4 separate regions of the Mus musculus genome follow, and regions 2, 3 and 4 are each linked to region 1. Evidence: chromatin contacts called from public HiChIP or PLAC-seq, capture Hi-C and promoter capture Hi-C data. All regions are on one chromosome and are shown on one strand. The core of a region is the stretch at or near the end of the contact, and the rest is flanking DNA. Distances in the headings are between cores, read along the strand shown.

Region 1 (3,504 bases), core at 822-3,321:
GGGAAAACAGCAAGTGCTTCCTTCTTCCATATTCTATTCAGGCTGCCAGCAAAAGTTTTGGCCCAGATTTAAGGTGGATCTTCCTGCTGCAAAAGATCTGGATTTAGGGTGCATCTTTCCACCTAAGATTATTCAATCAAGAAACCCCCCTCATTGGTGTACCCAGCCACTTGGGTTTTTATTAAATTCCAGATGTAGTCAACCTGACAAACAAGAAGAGTCGTCATAAATTCTGTGTGGAATTCTGCTTGTCCCTGCAGGCTAAGCACATGACAGAGCTAACAGCATGCCAGAATTAATAGAGACGTGAAAGAATATGAATTCTTCTTACCTGCAGTACAGCTACCAAGTGTGACAAAGACATGAACAGAGATTGACAATGAGTGGACAGGACGATGGTCATGGGATCACAAAAGATCTGTGCCATTATAACAGGGCAGGACTTATTCTAGAAACATGGGACACCATTGGGTAGTTTCCAGTCTGGAAGTGGCTGTTTAGATTTGTAAGCATGCAGTGACGGACCAGAAGAGGAAACGCTTTCCTAGGGCTTTATCTGCTGTAACTACAGCAGGATTTTCACTGCCATTTTCTCTGTGAGGCTCTGGGACTGAAAATATTCCCAAACTGAGGTAAAGCAACCCATCATCGCATTGGAATGTGCTTGGAAACTTCTAGCTAACCCACTCTGGGAATCTGGCTACAGAGTTGGTTCTGATTAGCTTTGTGTAACTGGTTGAATAGAATTTGTACCAACCTGAATCAGACCCTTTGAAGCTTCCTCTTTGGGTTGCTGTGAGGATTAAATAGGATAAGACATGCAAAGCCCTTGTCACATAAGACCTCATCAAATATTAGTCTTTTTTTTTAAAATCACAGTTACCCCATCATATATCCCCATCATATATCCAAACAGTGCTGTATGACTGTGTTCAGTATATGCTTACTGAAAAAGTTGTCTGTCTGTCTATCTATCTATCTATCTATCTATCTATCTATCTATCTATCTATATTTCTTGCCATTAGCCCAGGATACCTGGAGCTCACTATTTAACCCAGGTTGACCTCCACTGCTCCACAGTTCTACCTCAGCCTCCAGAGTGCTTGACTTACAGATTCCAGACACTATGATCAGCTATTAAGTAACAAACAAAACAAAACAACAACAAAAAAAGTTTTTTAAAAAATCTTTTTTTCAGAGATCCACGTTATTATAGCTACTCTTCACGGGTAGAAAGTCTTATTGTCAATGAAGAAATGGGAAATTTCGCTCAAGAAGCTGTTCCGAATCACATTTTGCCTGAGGAAACCCCTGTGAGGTACATGCAGAACAATCATTTTGACTCAGATACTCTAAAACTAGACTCGTTGCTTTTGAACTGGGCTTATGACAGGCACCTGATGCTTGCTGAGTTGAGAAAAGCATATAAGATGCTCTTAACAGATGCTGGCTCCTAATAGTACACACACACACACACACACACACACACACACACACACACAATAGCAAGTACTTCACAAATAGGGAACTATTATTCATGCTTCAGGTTTTGATAAAACTGTCCTTAAATGAGCTATTTTTCTCCCCATGAAAAATGTATAGAAAAGCTCATTGTCTTTAAGATAGTTTCAACCAGGGGCCTAGCACATCTGCTCACAAGCAGCTCACTGCCCCATGTGATGTATTCCTTCCTTTAGATTGGAGCAAATTACTCTTCGCCGGTCAAACTTATGAGTCAACTGCCCTTGGGCTTCTCTGCACTCTGCCAGCCACAGCCGGTGCACCCAAACCCTTTCCATGCGAATCCACTAAACAAGGTTTCCCTGGACCCAATATCATTCCCTAAGAGAGTACCCTGCCTAAAAGGTAACAGAGAAGGCTGAACCACTCTTGGGCCCACCCCTCCTCGCGGCAGCAGCCAATCGCTTTGCTCTGTAGTGCATCCGAAGCCTTGGATTGGACTCGCTGAGACCGGGCGCGGGAGTAGAGCGCAGGGGTGGAGCGCGAAGCCTTGTCCATCACGTGCGGCCGCGGGGTCTCTCCGCCTTCACCGCGCGCCCCGCGGCGCCGAGGGGGCGGAGCCCGAGATCCGCCGCGCCTGCGTGGTGTGCGTTCCCCGGAGCAGCAGCTGCTGCCACCGCCGCTGCTGCCGCCGCCGCCGCCGCCGCCGCCGCTGCGACCTCCGCGTTCGGTAGTAGAATTTGGAATCCCTGCACCGGGCTAACAATGAAGCAGAGTTCCAACGTGCCGGCTTTCCTCAGCAAGCTGTGGACGCTTGTGGAGGAAACCCACACCAACGAGTTCATCACCTGGAGTCAGGTAGGGTCGGGGACGCGGTGGCCTCGGGTCCCCCTTGTCGAACCGGCTCGGCTCGGCTCGGCTCGTTTCGGCTCGGCTCGGCTGGGCTGGGTTGGGCTGGGCTGGGCTGGGCTCGGCTTCTCCCGCGGCCTGCGGCGGCGCGCGGCCTCCCCACCTCGCGCGGACCCCCGGCTTTGTGTGCGCGGCGAGCCGGGCCCCGCAGGCTCCGTTCTCCTCCGGCCGCGCGCCGTGGGGGAGGGGCGCCCTGGTAACGGTCCCGCCGGCCCGGGGAGCTCGGAACCGGCCCCGGCGGCGCGTTCTGCACACTCATCCTCAGTCGTCTGCTCGCCGCGGGGCGCGGAGGTCGCGGAGCCCCGGGAGAGCGGGCGAGCGGGCTAGTGAGCGAGCACAGGTCTTATCTAAAGAAATCACCTCCGCGGGGATTGCTTGCCCTGGCGTCTGGGATCTTTTATGATGATAATGGGAAAATGTGCAGACTCCGACTGCTCTTGCCTTGAGCTTTTAAATTTTATTTATGTATTTTATTTATGTAGTTTTAACATAGAAATTTCCCAGTTATTGTTTTGAGACTGGGTCGTTTCTTTAAAATAATTCAAGTAAAAGTGCCTGTAGACTATGCTTAGTAACTTAGCGGCTTGGAGTTAAAAACCGAGTCGTTAAATTTCACAGAATAGTTGCCGGCATAGTGGTTTGTGGTTGCCTTGATCAGTTTGATCCAGATCCTCCTTATAAATAAAGATGACCTTAATCAAGCCCGGTATCTTGCCTGGTCTAAGTTATGTGTTAGATTGATGCGTTGCCTAGGTGACCCAAGACCCCCTCCCCCCAGTTCCACACAAAGATTCTTTGCAGAGTGATTCTTTACATCACTTGTGCCTTTCCTTTGCTAGACTCGCAATGCTTGGATTGTTCAAATCTCTTCATGAAGGGGATCGGCTCCTCTTACTGGAGTTGATGACTTATTCAGGGTATTTTCATGTTCACAGTTTTTGAGATGAGTAAGTGGGAAATACCTAGCTATATGTCAAATAAATGTTATCTCCTCCGTTTCATTTGTGCCCTTTTCTGTTGTTAAAACTAGTTTTCACCCTTGCCTGCTTTTAGGAGGTAACAGCAATAGAATATACCTGATATTTGGACAACTATGTCACTGAATTTTTGCTGAGTATTAGTGCCAAGTTTTA
Region 2 (3,505 bases), core at 760-3,259, 1.4 Mb before region 1:
AATTATTCCGACAGTACAGCAATCAGTGTGGACGTTCTTCACAAAACTGCAAAGACAGCATCACAAAATCTAGATGCCCTACTCCAGGGAACATACTCAACTTCAGCAAGCCACAGCAATACCTGCCCATCTGCAGTGACAGCAGCATTCACAACATTCAAGTCATGAGGCCAGCATAGGCACATGCAAACAAATGCACAAGGAGACAAACATGTGGCATGAGTACACAATGTGGAGGTTTAATCAGCCATCATAACAAAGAATTTACATCATTTGAAAGAAGATGGAATCAACTAGAGATCATGTTAAGCAAAATGAGCTAGACCCAAAAAAAAACAATGTATAAAATGTTTTCTTACATGTGGTTCCTAGATTCTATTTAGATTCCCCTTCCCCCTCCCCCTTTCCTGTGTGTGCATGTGACAATGAGACAATCTGAATGAAGGAAGGCAACTAGAAGGAGAGGGAAGAGGAAGAAATATGAAGGTATGGAGGTAAAATACAGCAAAGCACATGGTACACTTCAAACAGCTTCATAAAACTCACCAATAAATAAGGTGAGGACATCAAGAAAACTAGGGTTATTCTTAGAGAACTCTTTATTTACTCTTTTCTATTGGTCTTCTCCTTATATTTTTCATTTACTTTGTTATATGACAATATCGTATGGGCATATGATATAAAGCAATTACTAGCTAGCTCTCCAATATTCCTTCTTATCTCCCTCTCTTCTCTATCAACCCTTCTGTATCCCTACCAGTTCCTTTCTGGATTCATGACGGTTTTTGTTCTGTTCTGTGACCCATTTCATTTAATCAGATCCCCCTGTGTGCTCATTGATTATACACTGATTCCTAGTAGAGTGAGAAGTGCTCTGTTCAACCATCTTCTAAAATAAATCTCCTGATGATTGTTTCCTGAGCCCCTGGCCGTTATTTCTACTCATCAGTCAAGGCCCATAAAGCTATAAAAATCAATACCTAAATGCTTATCTTTCCAGACAAAGCAAATAAGTAGACAGTGTACTTTAAAATCCCCTCTTTTAGATATCCATGGTCAAAAGATCAGTAACTGCAGGTGTAGCACATAATACCATCTATAAGCCAGACTTAGTCATTTTTTTCTTCTGTAGCTAGAGAAAATTTCACATAAACTAGAGATTACGCTGCACATATAATTCATATGTTCATAAAATTTACTGTGTTCTTTGGGTCAGTTTAACCTTATTTTACAAAAGTGCCACTTTCTTTGATAGCTGAGTGTAACGTGCCCGAATAATTGAAGATTCACTTCTATTTCTGACAGGTTCTCTCTTGCCCCCGCTGTCTTCAAGAAGCGAGGGAGCAGACAGCAGAGAGGATACATATGAAGTACTCTGTAAACTCGGTATTACCAGCCTTTAAACGGGATGAAGCAACGTAAAAATAGATCACCACGAAGGATTTAAATGAAACAGGTTTGCACTCAGTAGATGCAGGATACTCGTGTTATAGTTCTGGGAAGTGTTTATAGCTCAAATACGTCTTGGGATGTAGACGCATCATCTGAGAGAGCATCGCAGTAAGTCTGCCTGTCAGGAACTGCAGATCGCCTAGAAGCCTGGAGCTGTGGGAAAAAGTGTGTGGGTGGGTGGGTGGGGGTGGGGGGGCTCGGGTCTTAAAGGCTGGAAGCAGGGCCTACGAAGACCACTGTCCTTCCTGCTGCTGTGTTGGCTAGCGTCAACTCAGTATCAACTATAGCCATTTTGGAGGAGGAAACCCCTAATTGTGAAAATGTCTTCAGCGGATTAGCCAAAGGACAAGCCTGTCAAGCATTCTCTTGATTGATGTTTGATGTGGGAGGGCCCTAGTCTCTGGAGGCAGTGCCACCCGTTGGGCTGTAGCCATTTCCTCCAAGTTGAAACATCTTCTCCTGGAGGGAGGGGGCGCTAGAGAGTCGGGAAGTAAACCAGACAAATCCGGTGAAAACTGAAACTAGCAAGATTCTCAAGGTCCCCACCCCCTCTCCTCCTGGGCTTCAAAAGCAGTCGAAAACTGCGGGGTGAGAAAGGATTGCACGGTTGGCTAGGATTCCCACAGCGAGCAGTTCGGTTGCAGTTTTCCTGAATCCCCACCTTGATGAGGTAAGCTTTTCAGAGATGCAGCTGCTTTTGAGCTTCCCTGACCCCACTGACCAGCACTGGATTCTGGATTTCCATCCCATAATTAGTTGTCAATGCCCTCTCTGGGCTAAGCAGACATAGACTGTGGTTCTCTAAATACGTCTCATGGGACAAAGTGTCTGGAGAGGTATTCTAGAGGCATATGTTAGAGGTATTTTGCCACATTTCCACATCTCATAGCACTGAACAATAAGGGAATTGTTGGCTATAGGGAACTATGCCACCAAGAGTAAGCTAGGGTCTAGAGAACCCCCTTAGCAAGTCCTGAGAACACCCATCTAGCACCCAAAACCAACACAAGATTAATGCAGCATAGTGGGGGGCTCAAACCCCACAAAATACAGCCTTAGACACAGAAGCCTATAAGCAGCTGAGACTGAATAGGAAACAAAAGTAGATATAATGTAGGGAAGTTAAAGATACCAGTTCAAACTTCACAGTAGACGGGAGAATTTTCCAGCTGGGCTGGAGAGATGGCTCAGTGGTTAAGAGCACTGGCTGCTCTTCCAGAGGTCCGGAGTTCAGTTCCCAGCAACCACATGGTGGCTCACAACCATCTGTAATATAATTTGATTCTCTCTTCTGGTGTGAATGAAATAAATAAACAAACAAATCTTAACCAATAATAGTAGTAGTAGTAATAATAATGATAGATAATTGTACCAGGCATGCTTGTCTCTGTAAAGTATAAACTCTATAATAATCATTAGATTTTTTTGCCATCTGTACTTCCTTTCTCATCTAAGGTACTTACTGATTTTGTGATTTAGACTACATGTTTACATATAGGAAGAGATTACAAGTGAACTTGGGAAAAACTGGAATTCACCAGCTATGGGACAACAGTTAAAGACTTTTTGATAAACTACTTACTTAAACTGTAGGTGAGACAGTGTTTCATTGGAGGATTTTAGTTCTCTCAGGCTTACAAGACTAAAGCTAAAGTACTTGGTGATGCCTGACAAGAATTACTGTAAATATTAGACATTACTATTAAAGATACTATATCTTTGTGACAATACTCTTGATACAAATTATTTCCAGACCCCATTTGAAAAAACTAAGCAAAGAAGTGATTTTAGGAATTCTAGAAAAAATAAATATGGGAGGGAAAAGAAATCACTCTATAGTTTTGAGAATCCTTACCTCAGTATTTCTCAAAAGTGAGCTTGCCAAACTGTGGAAGTCCACAGCTGCCAGGCTGAGGTAGAGGCTTCAGGGACTCTGAAGACAAACTAACAAGGATTGAACTGATTTCAATGCAGCTTCTTGTTGAGAGGTCTCTAATCTTTAGTATTCCTATACTCTTGTAAATCCAAAAAGTTATGTATGAGTGCTCCCCTA
Region 3 (3,587 bases), core at 626-3,125, 1.0 Mb before region 1:
TCCCTACTCCTCTTCCTCCTTTCGTTGAGACAAGGTCTCATTGTGTAAGCACAGGTACCTTGGAACTAACAGTGTAGACCAGATTGACTTTAAACTCCCAGAGATCTCTCTGCCCCTCTTGGCCTCCTGAGTGCTGAGAGTAAAGGTCTACACCACCATGCTTGGCTAATCCTTTTCTTTTTAAGGCAGAGATTCCTGTAGTAGCCAGTGACACCCTTGAAGTCGGGATCCTCAAACCTCCATGTTCCAAGTGCTGCACTTACAGGCGTGTGACATCTTGCTGAGCTTAAAACCTTGAGGGTAAGTTTTGAGGGTATGTGGACGATGCACTTTATTAAGAAATTTCCTATCTTGGAAGACCTGAAGCTAGTTTAAAATTTCAATGTTCTAACACCAAGAAGTAAGAAGGAAAACATTGCCTTATTTACAGAGCAGGATAGTTCACCTCATAGGATATATGTGGATAAAATTATGTCACAGTATATTTTTTTTTCTATTGTGACAGAGTCTGTATATATTGCCAAAGTGGCCCTCAGATGCTTGGCACTCTCACTTCAGCTTCTGGAGTAGCTAGGAATAATAGTAGTAGAGGGCACAGCCAAGCTTGCCTCTGAGAGAGATAATAGCTATTCACAAAGACCGGCCATTTTGAGGGCATACTTGTGTAGAGATATTTAATGTGTAAATTATCAATAGCTGTACAAACTGAAAAAAGATACTCCATGCATATTAGAATGTGCCTTTAACCCCAGCACTTGTAAAGCAGAGGCAGGGGAATCCCTGTGAATGTAAGACCAGCTTGGCCCAACATAGTGAAGTTTAGGCTAGTGGATGCTATATAGCGAGATCCTGTCTCAAGAAATCAAAATAAACCAGGCAGTGGTGCCACATACCTTTAACTCCAGCACTTAAGAGGCAGAGGCAGGCTAATCTCTGGGTTGGAGGCCAGCCTGCTCTACAGCATGAGTTCTGGCAGGGCCAGGGTCACACAGAGATGTCCTGTTTTTGAAAATCCAACCAACCAAATGACCAACAAACAAAAATTTAGAATAAAGTGAACAAAAAATAAAGGGTGCTATAGAACATTAACAATAAAATGATTGTTACTGTTAACCAAATCCTTGATACTTACAATTACTTACAAATCAACACACAAACTGGCATTTAAAACAAAGACCTTAAGACATACTTTAACAATAGGTGGAAGCATTAATTTAACACGTTGGCTTTTACTTTGGTACATCATGAAGCTTCTGAAAAATGTTCCTCATCTTTTGTGTTTGATTGGAGTGTTCCACCTGATTCTCCTTTAGGAGCTGACAATCCGGAATGATGGAGCCTTCTGTGTGACTTTAAGGGTGTGCCCTGGAGACTATTCAAGCTGTAGCTGAATGTTGACCTGTGCTGTTGGAGGCAGTTCCAGGTTTGCTATCTCTGCCACCCCTCAGAGCTGTGCTATCAGCTTTGGGCAGGACTGAGTCTGGTGGTGGGGATTTTAGGGCAGAGGAGAAGGCAAGGGAGGCACGTGGTTTTCTTCAAAGTTTAAAAAATAAAAATGTAGCTGAGTGAAAACTTGTTCTAAGTTCGATGTGTTTCCGCTATGGACTCTATTTAAATCCCCTGGTTTGGACAAGCTGAAGAGTCAGTTTATCTAACAGATGAAGGTGCAGGACAGGATGTCATTCTAACTGATGCTCGCTTTGTTGACATTTCAGACAAACTCTGGACTTTTTATGTAAATACAATCCTCACCATATTTTTAACTTAGCTGATAAAGTTATGGCTAGGGGCGGAAGGGCTCGCTGGCCATGTGGTTCCAGGCTGAGGCTGTGTGCCCAGACGTTTGTCTTTTAAACTTTCATGCTGATCTTGTTTAGCAGAAATAAGACAGACTTTTTGAGAACTGAGAATGAAGGATATACAAAGGACAGGAGGTGGTGACAGAGCTGGGACCCGGAACAGTTTAAAAACAACCATATCTTTAAAAAAAAAAAAAAAAAAAAAAAGTGGAAGGGCGGAGGCCGGAAAAGCCGTCTCACAGGCTTTATTCGCTGGGCTTTTTAGAAGTGTTGTCCTATAGCCCGGTTGCCTTGAAACTCTGTATGTAGCTGAGATTAACCTTGAATTTCTGACCCTCTGCCTCTACCTCCCAGGAATTACAGGCCTGAGTAAATACTCCTAGATTTACAGTGTATTGGGGCTCAAAGCCAGGGCCTTTGCTTGTCTCACAAACATTCAACAAATGGAGCTATACCTCAGTCCTTTGGGGGGGGGGGGTTGTTTTGCTTTGTTTTGTTTGAGACTGATACTGTGTAGCCCAGGCTGGACTCAACTCACCTCCTGGATTTCATGTACTACAATACCCATCTTAAGAGGGAAGAGAGAGAAGGGGAGGGAAATGGAGGGGGGGGAGGAGATTTGAGAAGAATAAAGAGAGTAGGTGGGATGGAGCAGTGTGTAAATATGATCAAGAAACAATTGAGAGCTTTTAATGTACCAAAAGGAGAGTCTCAGCGTTGGCCCTGCCCACATCGTGATTCAGTGTGTGTGTGTGTGTGTGTGTGTGTGTGTGGTGGCCCTTGATGAAAGTGACGTCACTGTGGAGTAGGGAGACTTGAGCAGCGGTTCTGTGTAGGTTTTAGCAAGTAGTCCTGGGCAGTCAGGTGCGGGGTCTCCAGCCTCTGCCTTCCTTACCCACCCTAATTCTTCCTGCCTAAAGAAAATGAGTCATGTATACTAGGCCTGGGGATGTAGTTTTGTGGTAGAGCTCTGACCTAATGTATGAAGCCATGGGTTTGGTTCTAGACCAGCTCTACCACCCCCCACCCACACTCCACCCCCCGGCACAAAGCCCTCTGAGTCCACTTCTGGGAACACATCTGGAGTTCCCAACAGGAAGCTACAAAAGTTCACCAAGATAATTAAGGAACTACAGTTACTTATACACCAGAAACTTTGTCAGTGAATTCTGTTTGGAAGCAAAGCCCTATACTAGAATAAAGATATGCTCTGCATGTAGAGAGATTTAGAATTCCTGGGCTGATATAAAAGAAAAGAAAAAGAAAACAAACCTTTGTTGGCTTGCTTTTTAATTTTTTTCTTTAAATATACTGTATCATGTAAAAAATTGTAAATAAATAAAATATACTACACACCAAAAGACTATATAACTTAGTAAGCGCGCTCTCTCTCTCTCTCTTTCTTTCTCTCTTTCTCTCTTTCTCCAGACAAAGTTTTTCTATGTAGCCCTGGCTATCCTGTAACTGTCTCTGTAGACTAGGCTGGTTTAGAATTCAGAGATTTGCCTGCTTCTATCTGACAAGTGCTTGGATTAAAGGTATGCACTACCACTGCCTTGGTCCCTGAGCTTCTACACCGTTAGAATAGGCACTTGGACTGGAAATTTTAAAGACTGGTCTCATGTAGCCCAGGTTGGCCCCTTACCCTCTGAGAATGGCCTTGAGTTTTTGTTCCTTCTACCTCTAGCTCCCACATGCTGGGGTCTCAGGGGTCTACCACCCTTCCCAGTCTTATCTGGCGCTGGGAATGAATCTAGAGCATTGTGCTTGTTAAGCAAAATACCCCAT
Region 4 (3,538 bases), core at 525-3,024, 1.1 Mb before region 1:
AAAAAAAAGTAACTAAATAAATTTAATAAGAACCAACAAGCTAGCTCAGTGGTAAAGGTGCTGTTTTCAGGCTGAGTATCTAAGTTAATTTTGAGATGGAAAAAGGGATCCAGTTTCACAAGCTGTCTTCTAATTTCCACTTGCATACACATATATGAATACACATAATAAATAAAGGTTAAAAAAAAACCAAAAACAAAAACAGAAACTCTAGGAGCTGGAGAGATGGCTCAGTGATTAAGAGCACTAACTGCTCTTCCAGAAGTCCTGAGTTCAATTCCCAGCAACCACATGTTGGCTCACAGCCATCTGTAATGAGATCTAAAGCCCTCTTCTGGTGTGTCTGAAGAGTTACAGTGTATTTATATACATAAAATAAATAAATCTTTTTTTAAAAAAATCTAATGTCACATTATCACATTCATTGCTGGACATAAAGCCTTGAAAGTCCGATTATAGTTTCTGCATCTGTAACATTACTTCCCTTCTTTAAGTTAAAGACAAAGGAACCTCAAAAGTAAGAGAACATGCTGGGGTCTTAAACTGTGAGGTTTTAAATGGCACTCCCTTAGTCATCCTAGTGAGAGGGTGCTTCGGCAGGAAAATGTTTCCCAGGAAGTCTTCGCCATCCTTTGTTCTGCTATTTACATTAGTGTGAGACGTTCAGCTCCATCAGGTGATGCCTATACAAAGGCCTAACTCCAGGAGCGCCGCTGAAGCCTGTTTATCGCCCTATCACAAGCCCTCGTGGGGGGCATCTGGGAACCCTCAAAGGAGCTGCCCACCCTAGGAATGAGGTCATATGACTCAGGCTTTCATAAACCCCATCAGGTATGATGAGAGAGGCATGAAGCTGTGGGCAGGCAGTCACCAGGCCCACATCTCTTCCCTGAAAGTGCTTCCGAGGGACAGGATTGGAAGAGAGAAAGAAGTTTTGAGACAGGCTGTGTCTGGCAACTCTGGTCTGCAGCGGTTAGAAGGAAGAGGAGGAGGGGGACAATTCTGGCATCTCCCTGCCGATTTAAATGTTAAATTGTAGGCATAAAAAAGACTAAGATATGGATCTTCACTTCCTTGGAGATTGGGTTGAGGTCCTATCAACGTTTCAGACAAGAGTTACATACATGATATATTATTTTTATTCATAGTATAGAACATGTATCTTCTTGTTGTTAATTAAAAGAATAAGGAAAACTACCTAAAGCAGCAGAGAAACTGAAGAGTAGACATCCCACTCCACGGGTCTGGTTGTGAAATGCCTTTCCCATGCCCACCGCCTCTTTCCTTTGTTAATTGTCCGGGTTTAAGAGGAAGAGAATTAGGTCATAAGAAAGATCACTCACACCCACCTCAAGCTTCACACACCTTGGGCAACCCAGAACAAGTCTGCACGAGTTCACCTTGTCTCCCCCCCCATTTTTATTTATTGTAATATTATTATTATTATCATTATTATTTAGGAAATGTGACCTAAAAGGGACATCTTCTCACTGCCCGTGGTCATCTCCTGAAGGAATGACCCATCCAACAGTTTTTTTTTTTAATCTGTGAGGAGTCACAGCCCCGCAGTAGCTGACGTACATCTAGAGCTATTTCTTACTTTTTTTCCCCTTCTCGTCAGCACATTGAAACTACAACTTTATCTTGACCAGGTTGCTTCTTCTGCCTGCTCAGCTCCACGCTCGCCAGCCTCCACTCCACCTCCTCCCCGCCTTTTCTTCCTCCCTCCCCTTTCTCCTAGCCCCTCCTTCCAGTTGAGTCAGTGGCTTGAAACTTTTAAAAGCTCTGTGCTCCAAGTTAAAAAACGCTTTTACGAGGTATCAGCACTTTTCTTTCATTGGGGGAAAGGCGTGAGGGAAGTACCCAACAGCAGCAGACTTTGAAACTTTAAACAGACAGGTCTGAGAGCCCGAACTCTCCTTTTCCTTTGACTTCAGCCTCCAAGGAGTTCCACCACTTTGGCGTGCCGGCTTCACTTTCATTAAGTGAAAGAGTAAGTTTTGAAAAAAAGAAAAACCCACTTTACCTAGTAGCGTCTCTTTCTGTAAGGGAAACTCTTCTATGCTTTGTAAATGCGTTGCGTCTTTGACTTAGGATACTGTAAGTAGAACGACGATCTTCAAAGTGCCTTTGTCATTTCCACGTGCTGAGTTTGATTTGGGTTTGTTTAAAAAGTTCCGCTGAGAGTGCAACAGGTAAAAGGCTCAAACTTTTTCCAACTAGAGTGAAGGAAGGACCAAGTTACTAAACTTAGTTCTTTGTTATGGAGCCTAACTTCACTTTTCTGTAGTCGCCAATGGAGAAGGTGTTGCGGGGGTGGGGGTGATGGGGGGGCACCTCAGTCAACTTTGCTTAGCCTGCTTCCTATAGTGCTGGACACTACACGCTTCTTTTTTTTCTTATGAAAATCCGGTCGCCTGTTCTACTGCCTTGAAACTGCAGACTCCTTTTGTAACAGAGTGCTTTGTTGAGACGCTGCGGCAGCAGTTGACTTCCACGTGGTTCTCTCTTAGACTTTTCAGGACTAAGCCACTAAATACGTAGACCAGGGTGCTGCGGTTAGAGTTTTTAGACCAACAGTGGGTACTTTGTGCAAGCCTGTGCGATGCTACGGGATGAACCTCTTAGCCTGCACAGCCAGCATTTTTTTTTAATACTCCACGCTGGCAACTCCGGGCGCGAGAAATCTTGAATGGGTGGTGGTGACTTACGGAGAGTTAGAGGAAGAACGGGCGTTTAGAAACAGTGTGTGCCAGGTTGCTTTTCCAAAATCAACTGCTAGAACGCGAGCTCCTAGAAGGAATGGGGAAAAGGGATTTTTAGAGCTGCGCTTTTAGAAAGAGCTGCCCCCTCTCCACCCCCAACTCCTCCTGCGTGCCCGGACTTGTAGTGACTTCAGAGCTGTTAGGACAGTTTTGAATTGGAGCCATCAGAGGGTGCAAAGCACTAAGCAAAAATGATGCTAACGTGCAGCTTGAAGGGGGTCCGTCTTAAAGCTTTTATTTTTAATTGGTAACACATTCTGTAAAGCACTTTGACCGGCCTAAATCCACACCGAAGTATCAGGGTGGGTCTGTATTGAAGGGCTTTTTTTTCTGTACCAGACCAGGCCGAGTCGTTGTGAAGTGAAAGCTTTAGGGCAGAGGATGGCACGGGCCCCTCCTGCCCAGTCTTAGCATCATCACGGGCTCCGTTCGCGCTTCCCGCAGCCTCCCAGCTTCGCGGTCCAGACGGCTGGCTGCGGAGGGGGGGAGGGGAGGCCAGGCTCGCGGCCCGACGGTCAGAAAGCAAGTGGGCGACTTTATTAAAGTTGTCAGTCTGAAGTCCCCCGCGCCCTCCCAGTCGCCTTTTCACGGTTTCTCTGCCTAAACTCGTCGGGTGGCTGAGTGGAGCCCCTGGGAAGGTCCCCTAAACACCTAGGGAGTCCCGGTGCTGGTAAATGCACTTGTAACACTCCTGGAAACTCTTGAAATTCCCCAAGAATGAGGCGGGGCGGAAGAAGGAGGGGCAAAGAAGACCCTTCGAGAAACCCTGCCAT

What was found. Promoter capture Hi-C pulls out the DNA fragments that hold promoters and counts their contacts. HiChIP or PLAC-seq counts read pairs in DNA pulled down with a chosen protein or histone mark. Capture Hi-C pulls out chosen DNA fragments and counts their contacts.
Region 2: a contact with region 1 is called in an H3K27ac HiChIP or PLAC-seq map of embryonic stem cells, with 8 times the contacts expected there. The contact joins the promoter of Msl3l2 here to the promoter of 4930467K11Rik in region 1. A contact is called at or near these places in 8 of 39 promoter capture datasets (cranial neural crest, embryonic stem cells, hippocampal neurons and 4 more), 3 of 484 Hi-C or Micro-C datasets (muscle stem cells and uterus), 12 of 115 datasets of contacts at active chromatin or transcription factors (astrocytes, cardiomyocytes, embryonic forebrain and 5 more) and 3 of 9 other capture datasets (adipose tissue, liver and pancreatic islet).
Region 3: a promoter capture Hi-C map of liver shows a contact between it and region 1, with 3 times the contacts expected there. The contact joins the enhancer-like site here to the promoter of 4930467K11Rik in region 1. A contact is called at or near these places in 4 of 39 promoter capture datasets (the 3T3-L1 cell line, embryonic stem cells, hippocampal neurons and 1 more) and 5 of 115 datasets of contacts at active chromatin or transcription factors (embryonic stem cells, extraembryonic endoderm stem cells and stem cell-derived neural progenitor cells).
Region 4: a contact with region 1 is called in a capture Hi-C map of embryonic stem cells, with 12 times the contacts expected there. The contact joins the promoter of Gja1 here to the promoter of 4930467K11Rik in region 1. A contact is called at or near these places in 14 of 39 promoter capture datasets (the 3T3-L1 cell line, 3T3-L1-derived adipocytes, cranial neural crest and 7 more), 15 of 484 Hi-C or Micro-C datasets (cardiomyocytes, cerebral cortex, embryonic fibroblasts and 5 more), 26 of 115 datasets of contacts at active chromatin or transcription factors (the NIH/3T3 cell line, the SCID.adh cell line, astrocytes and 11 more) and 4 of 9 other capture datasets (adipose tissue, embryonic stem cells, liver and 1 more).

The regions. Positions count from the first base shown.
Region 1 is chr10:57,484,282-57,487,785 of GRCm38.p6, forward strand. 4930467K11Rik (RIKEN cDNA 4930467K11 gene) reads right to left here and starts at 2,072. Exons shown (of 4, transcript NR_045353.1): 1 at 1,902-2,072; 2 at 758-793; 3 at 1-86. Hsf2 (heat shock factor 2) reads left to right here and starts at 2,104. Exons shown (of 12, transcript NM_008297.3): 1 at 2,104-2,320. The coding sequence starts at 2,228.
Region 2 is chr10:56,104,908-56,108,412 of GRCm38.p6, forward strand. It overlaps Msl3l2 (MSL3 like 2), which reads left to right and starts at 2,010. Exons shown (of 2, transcript NM_001163833.1): 1 at 2,010-2,122. All of the region lies in intron 22 of Tbc1d32 (TBC1 domain family, member 32), which reads right to left.
Region 3 is chr10:56,438,351-56,441,937 of GRCm38.p6, forward strand. Gm36595 (predicted gene, 36595) reads left to right here. Exons shown (of 5, transcript NR_152769.1): 2 at 186-300; 3 at 1,314-1,423. Among named protein-coding and RNA genes, the nearest start is that of Gm36595, 8.2 kb to the left of the region's middle. Within about 2 kb of position 1,876, at least 8 of the 459 cell types and tissues checked have an H3K27ac peak or open chromatin away from gene starts, as enhancers often do. A contact at or near this core is called in extraembryonic endoderm stem cells and liver, where this site is marked.
Region 4 is chr10:56,375,526-56,379,063 of GRCm38.p6, forward strand. Gja1 (gap junction protein, alpha 1) reads left to right here and starts at 1,775. Exons shown (of 2, transcript NM_010288.3): 1 at 1,775-1,993.